2 separate regions of the Mus musculus genome follow, and region 1 is linked to region 2. The links are chromatin contacts, called in public Hi-C maps. All regions are on one chromosome and are shown on one strand. The core of a region is the stretch at or near the end of the contact, and the rest is flanking DNA. Distances in the headings are between cores, read along the strand shown.

Region 1 (5,878 bases), core at 1,797-4,296, 100 kb after region 2:
GCTAGCAACAGAATGGCAGGTGGCCTTGGCACACTGAGGCTGGATGTCCCAAGAGGTAGGCATGCGGTTTTAGAATCCTATCTCAGGAACATGAGACTGCCAAATCTCTCTTGTCTCGTGTTGTACCACATTCAGTGCGCATGCGTGCTTACTGTTTATTTCCCTTGCTCTCCTTTCGTGGATGGTAAATTCCTCTGAGAGCAGAGCAGACACCACGTGATGTCCTTGTATGCTGAGATCTTGGCATAATGGTCCCTAAAGCAAGAAGTCAGTGAATGGTTCTTAGACTGGATCTAGTGGTACGTACCTATAATCCCAGCACTTCAGAGGCAGAGGCAGGAGGATCCAGAGTTCAAGACTATTCTCAACTACACAAACAGTTCTGGGTCCTCCTCGTCTACTCTGAGGGCCTGTCTCAAAAATAAAAAATAAATAAATAAATAAATAAAACTCAAACAAAAAGGAAAGTGATTCTTGAATGAAGATTTCAATTGAGCAGGTATGTACATTCATCTCATAGAAGTCCAGCGTATGTGTATGTCCCTGTGTGTCATCTGTCTGTCTGTCTTCCTGTCTGTCTGTCCTGCTCTATTCCTCACCACAACCAGTGCAAGAAAAAGGCCTCTAGTACTGATCAGTGTCTGGCCCTCCAGCTGGGTGGATCTTGCTCCATGCAAGGGGCATGGTTTCACGTAGTCTTGGTTAGGCTCAAAGTTGCTATAGTTCAAGGGTGACCTTGAACTTCTCTTCTGCCTCCACTGCCCAAGCGATGGGCCTACAAACGCGTGCACCAAACCCAGTGAAGACAATACTGTGGACTCAACCCATGGCTTTGTGTGTTCTAGGCAAACATTCTGTCAACAGCACTATGTCCCCAACCCTATAGGAGAATTTTGGAAAGACATTCTCTGTAATCCAAGTTTTTCTACATTGACTCCAATTTTAACGTACAGGAAGGATCTGTTATTTAATGCCCTCTTTACATATCCTCGTGCACAGTGAACAAACATTTTTAGTTATGAGCTTATCAGTGAGATATAATACTTTTAATAATCATTTCTATAAATTAATCAAGTCTGCTTAAAATTGGACCGTGCCTCCCTACTCCTGGACAACCCACAAGCTTTGCTTAGCAAGTATTTGTTTCCCTTGCTGGTTGATAGGGAGTAGGGGTAGCAGCGTGGACACAGTCTAGGATTGCCATATCTCAGAGCGTGCAGACTACAAGGCAGAAATATAACAACCTACTGGGGAGCAATCACCTCTGTAAGGACAATCAGTCAGGACAAAGAGTAGCCTGCCACTCTGCACACCCCCACAGTAGAGCTGTGGGCAGACAACCTGTCTCTAGGATACAGAATGTTGGTCCCTTCCACCCATGTAATTCATTCTCTATGCTGAAGTCACTCCCTAGTGTTAATTCCCACTACTCTTTCCATCACACACCCTCTGGTCCTCAGAGGGCCCAGCCAGGGGCAGGGCCTTGGTGACAGGCGATTATGCAGCTCCATGCATTCATAATTCAAAATAAACCCATCAAAACATTTGCTCTTACTTTTAACCCCATTGTGCCCTGAGTGGAAATGTTGAGACTCGCAGCAGAGATGGTGAATACGGCAGACAAAAGTTTTCCCACAGCCCACAGCCCCTTAAACAATCTAATCCCATTCAAGAGATTTGCGCCTGACCTGGGGGCTGCACTGGGGAGCTGGGCTGCTGCGGGTGGCCCCTCCTTGGATTACCAGGCTTTCTAGAGACCAGCTGCCTGTTGCCATAGTGATTTGGTTATAGAAGGGCAATGCACCTAACCTGGGTGCTTTTTCCCCCCACATGCTTATTAAAAGAAAGGAGAAAGTTTCCATTAAACTCTGGGCTGATTACATTTGGGAACTTAATAACGTTTGGATTCAAAGAACTTCCCATTGAACTGACCCCGGCAGGGCTCCGAGTCCACCAGGGGGGGAACAAACACTCCCGATGAGGCTTGGCATCTTAACCCTATTTAACATTTTAATTAAGAAGGGAAAATTTGGTGTCATTTGCTTTTCTGCTGTCTCCAAGAGCGGCAGGGGACTCGCTTGAGAATTCCCCCAAGAGTAGGCCGGAAAGAAATACATTAGCTAATTAGAGATGATGTGGACGTTGCTTGGTCATTTTGTTGGCCAACTTTCCTGTTGCCCTCTCTTTCTAGATAGATTCTTTGGACGGGGTTGGTGTGTGGAGCATAAGTATGGCTTCTTTTCCTTCATCTTTAAAAAATACCCTTTAACTGAGAATGGCATTGTTGCCTGCGTCTTTTCCCTCCACAGGGCCAGAACAAGGCGGGGCATACGAAGCTCCAGCCTCCTCCTGGGAGATGCCCAGAACTTAGAAACTTTAGAAAGCCTGTCCTCAGGCCCTCATTTCATAACCATCAAAACTCATTGTTTCCTTCGCATTTCTCTTTTTAGCCATGCAGGCACCATGGGGCTGATTCTTAGGATGACCCAGCTAAGGAGAAATCACTATCTCCCTGGGTTTGCAAATGAGCTTGTGAGGGAATTTAAAACAGTCCAAGAGAGGGACACTCGAGCTCAGGGGACCCCAGAAGTGTCTGGTGGGTCCCGGCAACACTCAGCCAGGGTTAGTAGAAATACTGATTTCATGAGAGGGCAGAAGAGGGTTTTATTGTACTTCCAACCCCAAATCCCAACAGGCAGAGGTCTCTCTATTTTATTTTGCTTTGTTGAAGGACTCCACCATATTTCCTATTCACCCCTTCATCCTGTCTCGGTGCTGAACCTGGGACCCCCTCCTGCCCCGTTTAGCCTGCTGTCTCCTTTAGGAGGGGCCGCAGAGAAGGTTCCGTGTCAGAATCTCTCACCTCTGGACCTGCAAGGGATGGAAAGTAACTGAAGTCTGTGTTAATTGCATTACGGCTGTGGCGTCTTTTCTAATGAAATGGTGGCTTTCTCCATGGCAACGGTGATTAGTACAAGCAGAATGGTGGGTCGTCCCCAGCCTGGCTGCCTGGGAAGTGACTACCACTTCACAGAACAATTCAGTCCAGAAAGACGTTTACTGTGCACAGTTTGCCTAAGCTGACTGCTCACGCTGCATTCCCCACAGCCCTATTCTCTCCCTCCCAGCTGGAGCCGGTCACAGACTTGTGACCCTGGGTTGGGGGGTGGGACAAAGCTGGCTAGAGCTGAGGTCCTGGGACAGAGAAGAAAGCTTTACTCTTGTTTAGGGGAGTGGGGAAGCAACCCCTCAGTATTTGCAGCTTGTCTCAGTTAAGTCAGCTCCAAAGAAGCCCCATGCTTCCTAATTAGTTTATAAAATGCACCCCATCCCCGTGCGCGCGCTCATACACACACACACACACACACACACACACACACACACACACACACACCAAGAAGGCTGAGAGGAGCAGGTAGACCCCTTTCCATCTGTGACTATCTTTATGTCTTATACGTTGTAGAGTGAGTAGTTTTCAAAGTTGGAAGGAAGTTTCTAGCGCTCTGGATGGAAGCAGAGAGAGTTGGGGAATCCTGGTTCTGCCGGGTGTAAAGGCTGGAACAGAACGCAAGAGGCAGCATTGTGGCTTCTCTAGGAGGTGGCGTCCTGGGCTCCCCTCACCCCGCAGCCCCTCACCACCAAGGTGAGCAAAGCATAAAAGCACATGCTCGCTCGGGGCACTGAGCACACGGTGGGTGGAGCGCCTCGCACACGGCCGGTGGAGCACCCGGCCCGGGCTACACCCATCAGAAGGCCCCTCAAGGTTGTCCCTCAGAAGCTGCGGTGAGGGAGGCCAGGGGGTTTCAGTTGTGGTTATCAAAAACAAAAACGAAAGCCTGAAATCGAGTGTGATGGCAACACCTAGATTCAGAATTACACGCAGCCAAGCTATGTTCTCAGCCTATCATAGAATCTTCTGCTATCTTCCTGATAGCTCTGGAGGCTGAAGACTTGGGTGTGAATGCTGCTCCAGGCACTCCGTTGAGTGTCTACTACCAAGGGACCAAGTCTCTCCAGGCCTTAGTTTCCCACTTGAAACAAAAGCACCTGCCTCTTTTGATCACTGAAAAGAGGTAGGAGAGTGCTTACAGGTGTTCTGTGGGCCGAGGAGATGTCTCAGCTGGGGAGGTGTCCAGCCATGCAAACCTGAAAACCTGGGTTCAGATCCGCAGAATGCACCTAAAAAGCTGAGTGTGGAGGTGTGACCTTGTAACCACTGTATTATGGGGCTCAGAGGGGGAGTGGATCCTTGCATCTCCTTATCTAGCCAAACTGGCAGAATCCAGACTATCCAAGTTAGCACACAGCCATTGAGAAAGACACCTGATGTCGTCTCTGCCTTCCATATACACAGGCAGGCTCATTTGGATGCATACCCCCACACTAACATCTGCACACACACACACACACACATCTCAAACAGTAATTACTATTATCACACAGAATAGTGCTTTGTTAAATTTGAACAGCCTTTAAGGACACAAAAGGGGGTTCCACTGCAATCCTAACAGCTTTCCTTATGCCTCAGAGAGGGAGGGCAAAGCTCCCTTCTCTAAGCACTTCAAGCCAAACAGAAAAGGTGTTTCTGGTTAGAAATGCAACCAAGACAGGCTAGGGAGGGAGGGAGGGAGCTCGATTATTTAAGTGGACCAGGGTACAAAACACCTTGTGGATTGTGTGGCAGCCTGCCTGTAATGCCAGCTTCCAAAAGCAGAACAGGGGACCCTGGAGCAAGTGGGCAGGGGAGACTGGTCACATCACCGAGGTCTAGGTTTAATGAGAGAACTTACCTCAAAGGAATGAGAACTTACCTCAAAAGAAGAGAAATTGAGGCCCATTCCTGACATCAGTCTCTGGTCTCAGAATAAATAGGTACACATATCCATGCATGTTCATACTGACACACAGGTGTGTGTCCACACATGCAAACACACATACAACACAAACACATAAAAAGAAGAAAAAGAAAACTCAAAGATATCCAAGCTCCAAAATGCAGTTTTGATGATCAGAAGATGCAGGGCAGTGGTTCTCAACCTGTGGGTCAGTGAAGGACCCTTTCACAGAGGTCTCCTGAGGTCACCGGAAAACACAGATAGTTACATTACAATTCATAACAGTAGCAAGATTTCAGTGATGAAGTAGCAGTGAAAGAATTTTGTGGTTTGGGGTCACCACAACATGTGAAAGTGGCTTAAGGGGTGGAAGCACTGGGAAGGTTGAGAACGTAGGATCTGAGAATGGTAGAAAGACCCTGGAGTGAACAGTTCAAAGCAGGGCCAAGAGCGAGGATGGTTGCTTCTGGCTTGAGCAGACCAGGCAAATTTCCCAGAGATGCTCACTTCTGTTTTCATTAACGAAGCTGAAAAGATAGCATACTTAAAAGAACTTACATGCTTGGATTTTCTGTGGAAAATAAAGATGCTATTTATACTGGCATAAAGTATAATTTTTCACACTTTCAAAAGTGCTGGAAGAAAACTGGATGAAGGCCATGAATCAAAATATTTGTAGTGCGGAGAAATTGGTGTGCTACTGTGATTTGTTTTCTTTTTTAGAAAATAACTCATTTATATTATTGTTATGTTAGAAATACTATTACCCAGACTTTTCAACCATAAGAGAAGACTCCAACTACTAAATAATACATAAATCTGTTAAGTAAAGAGTCTTGTAATTATGCTCTGTGTGCAGGCCTATTATCTGGATATTTAATGTGAAGTTGTAACATCTCTATAGAAGCAAGGACAAATTAGTGAAGTGCCCCACTAAGCAGACACACTCTCTAAGCAGCCGTCTGCACCTTCAGAGTTTGGGACTCAAGACTGAGCCAAGAACCAACCGTGTCAGCTACACCCAGGTGCTTGCTAATGAAAAG
Region 2 (5,845 bases), core at 2,982-5,481:
AAGAAAGGAGACCAACAGAATCAAAGAATCTCAGGAAGGCTTCAAAAACATTCCCACCAGTTTACACTTGTCAGAATTCATTTTCGAATGCAGGCGTGTATTTCAATCTTCCGCCAAGCAGCCACTTACAAAGAGTGAGTTTAATCCAACCGGGGGATTCAAAGCCTGAATTCCCTTCCACTGACTACAAGGCAGTGTACAGGCATACTAACTAAATATCTGCAACCGACGTCAAAGGGGTAAAGATACAACCCTTGATGAATAATTCAAGATTTTATTAGTAATGGTGATGATACGTACAAGCTGCCCTGGTATGTGATTGGCCTGGGAACTTTCAATACGCTAACCTATTGGCTAAACCTCCCAAGTATCAGTTACAAGGGGGCACTCAATTTACTAGATCCAAAGCAGAGAATTTCCCAAAAAAAAAAGCTTACCACAGTACAAATAACTTTATGTTTGTTCAGTGTCTTCAGTGACTAATCTTTGAGTCAGAATGCACGAGCTTTAGAGAATCTGCTGAAACCAATGGCAGGAAAGGATCGCACAAAACCATGGGCTTTGGATGCTGGGATGCCCATTTTATGAGACTGGGGATGGGTGAGCGTTTTAATGAAAAAGAGAGAAAGAGAAAAAGAATTCTAATCCCGTGCGCTTTTGATGCTTTCAATTATGACACAGGATTTCGACACTGCCAGAACCTCCGTCCTAAAATCTGTTCCTTTCAGCCTTCACTGAGACTAAGGCAGAGAGGACGTACCATCTCCAAGAGGGGAATAGGAAGCTGCTGTTTGGTTGTTTTTTTAAGCACAGGTAGAATGGTATAGCTAACAACAAAAGCCAGGGGTATATGAGCAGTTAGGTGCCCAGTGTTTTTAGTTGGCTGGAAGGATTTTTGTTCCCCCAAGTCTTCTTTCTTCTTAAAGCCAAGAGTCACAAAAGATAATTCCTTGTCTATTTCTACATACCAGTCAAAGGAAAGTGCACAAACATTCTCGTTGATTTCCTAAGAACTTTCAGAATGCAGGTAAACTCCCCTCTCCAGCAACTTTGCAATCTCAGGTCCCAGTAGGTCTTGAAGCAGAGTGCTGGGCCCACTGTCTCTACTAGCCACTACCCAGGAGTACCTCAGCTCCAGCTGAATGAGGAAGATGGCCAGTGCCCCAGGCTGACTCAACTTGAACGTTCGTTCTTCGAAGTCCCAGCCCCCACAGGAGCCCCCTCCTCAAACCTCTGTAAGGCGAGAAGTGACGGCAGCAGGTCTGCACAGCTCCTCACCGGAGTGGACAAAAGTGCTGAGCGACCTCCTAGGCAGGATAATTAGGTCCCAAGGCTCCGTGTTGGGAACACAGGCCCAGCATGCTGCTGGCGGCCACAATCCCAGCTTCCTGCCTTCAATACCATAATCCTTCCTGGAGGCTGAACCCCAGAGAAAGCCCCAGCGTGTTTATTTTTCCCCCTGAAAGGATACTCTCTTCTCAGCCTACGAGGGAGGAGTCCTCACCCTCACTCTGACGGATGGCTCTTCACGGCCACCCGCCCCTTGGGGTCATCTCCACACAAGTCTGCCTCCAAAGACAGGCAAAGGGACCCGGCCGAAAGGGCCCGGCTGGTGAGCTTGCGCAGTGTTATACACGTTTACACACTCTCCCCTGTCCTGCAAGAAGGCAGGTTAATTTAAGGCAAGCCCTTGGGGGAGGGGGGCGGTGCGACGGGTACTGCTACCTTAAAGGGTAGTTCCAGGATACCTCAGCGGGCAGAGCAATTGGCATTTTGTTCTCAAGTGGATTACTCCTGGGAGAAGTCAACACTCCCAGGTTAATACTAAATGTAGCCTCTCTACCCTGGTTCAAGGCTCCCTTACTTCTCCACGGGGCTGAATAGGGAAGGGAGCTGTCATGGGCTCATGGGGGGGGGGGACACCAAGGGGGGGCCCTAAACACAACGAAACCCCAAAAATATAAGCTGTCGTAAGTAAGACCATAATCCCTGACCTACTCTTTCAGTGGGTACTCCAAGCAGTTTGGGGTGCACATCGCCACCCCACTTCATTGTAGCATTTCTTTCATTTGTCAGCCTGAAATATCCTGTTTTGTCCCACTTCTTGGGGCGCTAAAGAGCTCTGAGAAATCTGCATTTTAATTGACATTCCAACGAGAGCGAGAGGGGCGCCTGATTGCTTTTCTATTCAAACTAAACAGGCTTTTCAGATGAAAATGAGTCCAGGCTGGTGGAAGATTTACAGGGATTTGGGACGCTTGGGACAATAGAGTTTTAAATGTTGATAGCGTTTCACACCAAACACATAATGGGTGCCGTGGATTTGAAAGCAAGTCTGCCTTTAAGGGTAGATTTTATTGAACTGGGGGGTGAGGTGGGGGGGAGAAGGAAGGTCTTGGGAAGTTTGCAGGGGCACGGAGCCGAAGCCGGCCTCCCGCGCCTGCCCCCTGGCCGCGAGGGTGGAAGCCAGCGCCACGCAGGGCCCTCGACCGATTCCCCCGCGCTGAAAGAATGAGCGCGCAAGTTAGAACTCGCCTGTGCTTTCAACATCTCGGCGCGGCAGCGGTCGGAGCAGCTAGGCGAACTAGGAAAAGTCGGTCCAGTTCGCCCCCTAGCCCCAGGCGCGCGGCGATCCCTCCTGCGCCAACCGCTGTGGCTGGTGAGGGATGGCCAGCACCGGAATCCCGGACCAGAGCCACTGCCTCCCTAAAGGTGTCGTCCCGGCATCTCCATCCCTTTGGGGATGTTGCCTGACCACACTCCAGCAGTTTCTTCCCAAGAAAGGATCTCTCATAAGGGTTTGTGTAGTACCAGGCTGGAGCTTCCAGAATCCAAGGACCAGGCACCCCAAAGATGCCCTTCCCGAACCGCCTATGGGCTGTGCCACTGGCAGGCGGCCCCACGGCGCGCCGGCTCTGAGCTCAAAGGAACGCGCCCAGTAGGCAGGACTGTGCCCGCCGGAGTCTGACAGGAAAGGGGTGCCAGCGGCAGAGGCAGATGTCAGCATTGGGATGGAGGTGCTGAAAGAACTCCCCCAAAGCCAGCCATCCGCATTCATCCACTCCTCCATCACCAATACAGTCAGAGACTGACAGGGTGCGCCCCCAAATAGGTTTACCCGCGCCTTCCTCCCGGGGATCCTGCGCCCCCGCATCCTCCCACGGCACCCACTTTCCCGGCTGGCGAAGCTCCCAGAGGCGTTCGGCACGACGATTACCTTGAATGGCAGCGCTCCTCTGCGCTCGGTGCTGCGCCGGAGCCCAGAGTGGATCGGGATGGAGCAGGCGATGATCTCGGAGGAAAACTCCAAAAAGAGAACGATTCCTTGGGTAGCAGCCGGCGCCAAGGTTCCGAGGCTTCACGCGCGCCGGGGATCGCAGAACAGCTAGGACATGACACCGGAGCTGCTCTCGGATCTGGGCAGCAGCAGAAGAAAGGACTGGAGCTTGGCGTTGCCTACTCCAAACTTTGCTGGCGAGTAGTGAACACTCGCAGCGCTCAGGAACGCTGAGGCCCGGGGGCTCACGCCCGGCCCCCGCCAGCCCGGAGAGCAGTCGCCACGCCGGGCCAGGAACACACAGGCAGCCCCCGCGCCGGAGCTCTGGCGGCCGCGCGTTCGATCGTCCGTGCGCCCGTTCCGCGCCTGCCGCCGCCGCCGCTCGCCTCTCCCGGCTCTCTCCCCTCGCCGCCCGCGCCGCCGCCGCAGCCTCCTCGGGCGGGTCACGCCCCCCGCTGAAACCCGAGCCGTTTCCTGGACGGCGGCGCCCGCTCTGCCAATCAGCGCCTCGCGCTGGGGCAGTCCCGAGCCCCGCGCTGCCCCCGAAGCCTAGCAGCCGCAAAGAGACACCCGCCAGGCAGGCGAGGGGCCCCGCCGCGCTGCCCGCAGGGGTGCACAGATGACCTCTCGGAACCCTGTTGGTGAACGGCCTCTGTACGCCACTGCCCCAGTTCCTAGCCAGCTTTGGTGCACAGTGGATGCGTTACGTTGTTTTATGTCAAGTTAGGAAACAAATGACAGAATGCTGTGCAACTTCAGACACCTTAGAATAGGTCTGCAGCATACTGGGGCCAGACATTTCATGTCATGAAGCTTTGAGGGTGGAAGCAGCGGATGTTCGTGGGAGATGTTGCGTTGTCTTGTTCCTCTGAACAATAGACAGGGGACGAGTGTTTGGGAAACCCTCCTTTAGGAAGGGAACACGTGAATAGGTAATTGTACTTATCCGCACATCTGCCTGCAGAGTAACAGAACCAGATTCTGACAAGAAAACTGAAGATCGGAGAGGTTAACACAACCGGCTGCTGGATGAGCCCTTTAATGTGGCTGCCATGGGAAAAGGCAATCTACAACAGAAAACATCTTTAATAGTATCAATGTAGGTTAACATAAAGAAATCCAAAGGAGGGCTGGAGATGGATCAGCAGTTCAGAGTGCTTCCTGCCTTCTTAAAGGCCAAAAGCCAGTTGCTGGCTAAATATCAGTCCCTCACAATGGCCTGTAACCCCAGTTGCAGAGTCATCCAAAGCCTCTGGTCTCCTTAGGAAACTGCACTCGTGAACACAAAGATACAGGCATATAGTTTAAAAATAGAAATAAATATTTAAAAGAAAGTAGGGCTGGAGAAATGGCTCCGTAGTTTAAGAATACTGCCAGAGATTGGTTCAATTCCCAGCATCCACTTGGCTTGCTCACAATCACCTCTAAGTCCAGTTCCAGGAGTCCCGACGCCCTCTTCTGGCCTTCAGAGATACTGCATGCACAATGTGCAGACAGACATGCAGGCAAACATCCATACCAATCAAATAAAATGAAAATTAATTAATTAATTAATTAATGAGAGGGGGAAGAAACTTGAAAGAGTCTAGAGAGGTGTTGGAGATGTAGCCTAGTAGTAGAACGCTTGCCTTGCATGTACAAGGCCTGATCTCCATGCCACCTAAGAAAGAAACAGAGAAAGAAACAAAGAATCAGAAACAGAAAACACACTCACTCTACCAAAAACCAAGTCATCTGACCGTGAGCAAATTGGATTCTCTCCCTGACTCTTACACTCTTCTGTTGCAAAGCAGGATTCTTTAACTAAATGTCAGGCCGGGCTGTAATGATTGGCATCTCCCATTTGTCTCTCCCACTAGACTACCTTGAGATCATTTATCTTTCAGTACGCACTCCCTTTCTCTCTTTCATCCCTTGAGCAGTTGTGTTTAAAGTCAAGGCCATATAAATTGTAACTCTAGCACTCAGAAGTGTGAGGCAGGAGGATTGCCTTGTGTTTGGGGGCCAACTTGGTCTACATAGTAAGTTTGAAGCCAGCTACATTTTGTCTAAATAAATTGAATCTTAATTATTGGGTCAATTATTGAGGTCCCAGACCTCGCAGGATAAAGAGAAGTTCGGGAGCTTGAAAATGGTTTCAGGTACATGCTGAGTTTGTGTCAGCCCTGGGCTATATAAGATCCTGGCTCAAATAGGTCACTAAGTTCAGAAAAGCCTTAGACTCTCTCTGGTGCCTAAAGACAAACAAAGCCAGACAGTAAAGTCCACCTGGGACACAGGTTTGAAAGAGGAGACGTACCAGAATCCCTAATACTCTACCTTATGCCATTTACACACACGATTCCTCAGGCCCCACATGATCAGATCATCTTTGTTCACAGCATAGCCTGGGAAACTTATATGCACATCACTAAAAAGCAAGGGGTAGCAAATCCATGTTCAATGCCTCAGGCAAATACTTATGAAATTAGAATTTGAAAACTCAACAACAACAAAAATAACAGCCGGATTTCCAAACGAAATGATCTGTTTATGTCTAGTGGAAAGGGGTGTGTTTTGAATGAGTTC

Evidence for each region. A called contact is a pair of places that touch in the nucleus more often than the background predicts.
Region 1: a contact with region 2 is called in a Hi-C map of stem cell-derived neural stem cells, with 2.8 times the contacts expected there. The contact joins the enhancer-like site here to the promoter of Fgfr2 in region 2. A contact is called at or near these places in 2 of 39 promoter capture datasets (the 3T3-L1 cell line and hippocampal neurons), 36 of 484 Hi-C or Micro-C datasets (the AML12 cell line, the HPC-7 cell line, the Patski cell line and 20 more), 10 of 115 datasets of contacts at active chromatin or transcription factors (embryonic forebrain, embryonic hindbrain, embryonic midbrain and 5 more) and 3 of 9 other capture datasets (adipose tissue, liver and pancreatic islet).

Annotation. Positions count from the first base shown.
Region 1 is chr7:130,365,910-130,371,787 of GRCm38.p6, forward strand. No RefSeq gene overlaps it. Among named protein-coding and RNA genes, the nearest start is that of Gm33771, 21 kb to the right of the region's middle. Within about 2 kb of position 3,047, at least 47 of the 459 cell types and tissues checked have an H3K27ac peak or open chromatin away from gene starts, as enhancers often do. A contact at or near this core is called in astrocytes, brain, neural progenitor cells and 2 more, where this site is marked.
Region 2 is chr7:130,262,577-130,268,421 of GRCm38.p6, forward strand. Fgfr2 (fibroblast growth factor receptor 2) reads right to left here and starts at 4,232. Exons shown (of 18, transcript NM_010207.2): 1 at 3,218-4,232. RefSeq lists a promoter at 3,565-3,790.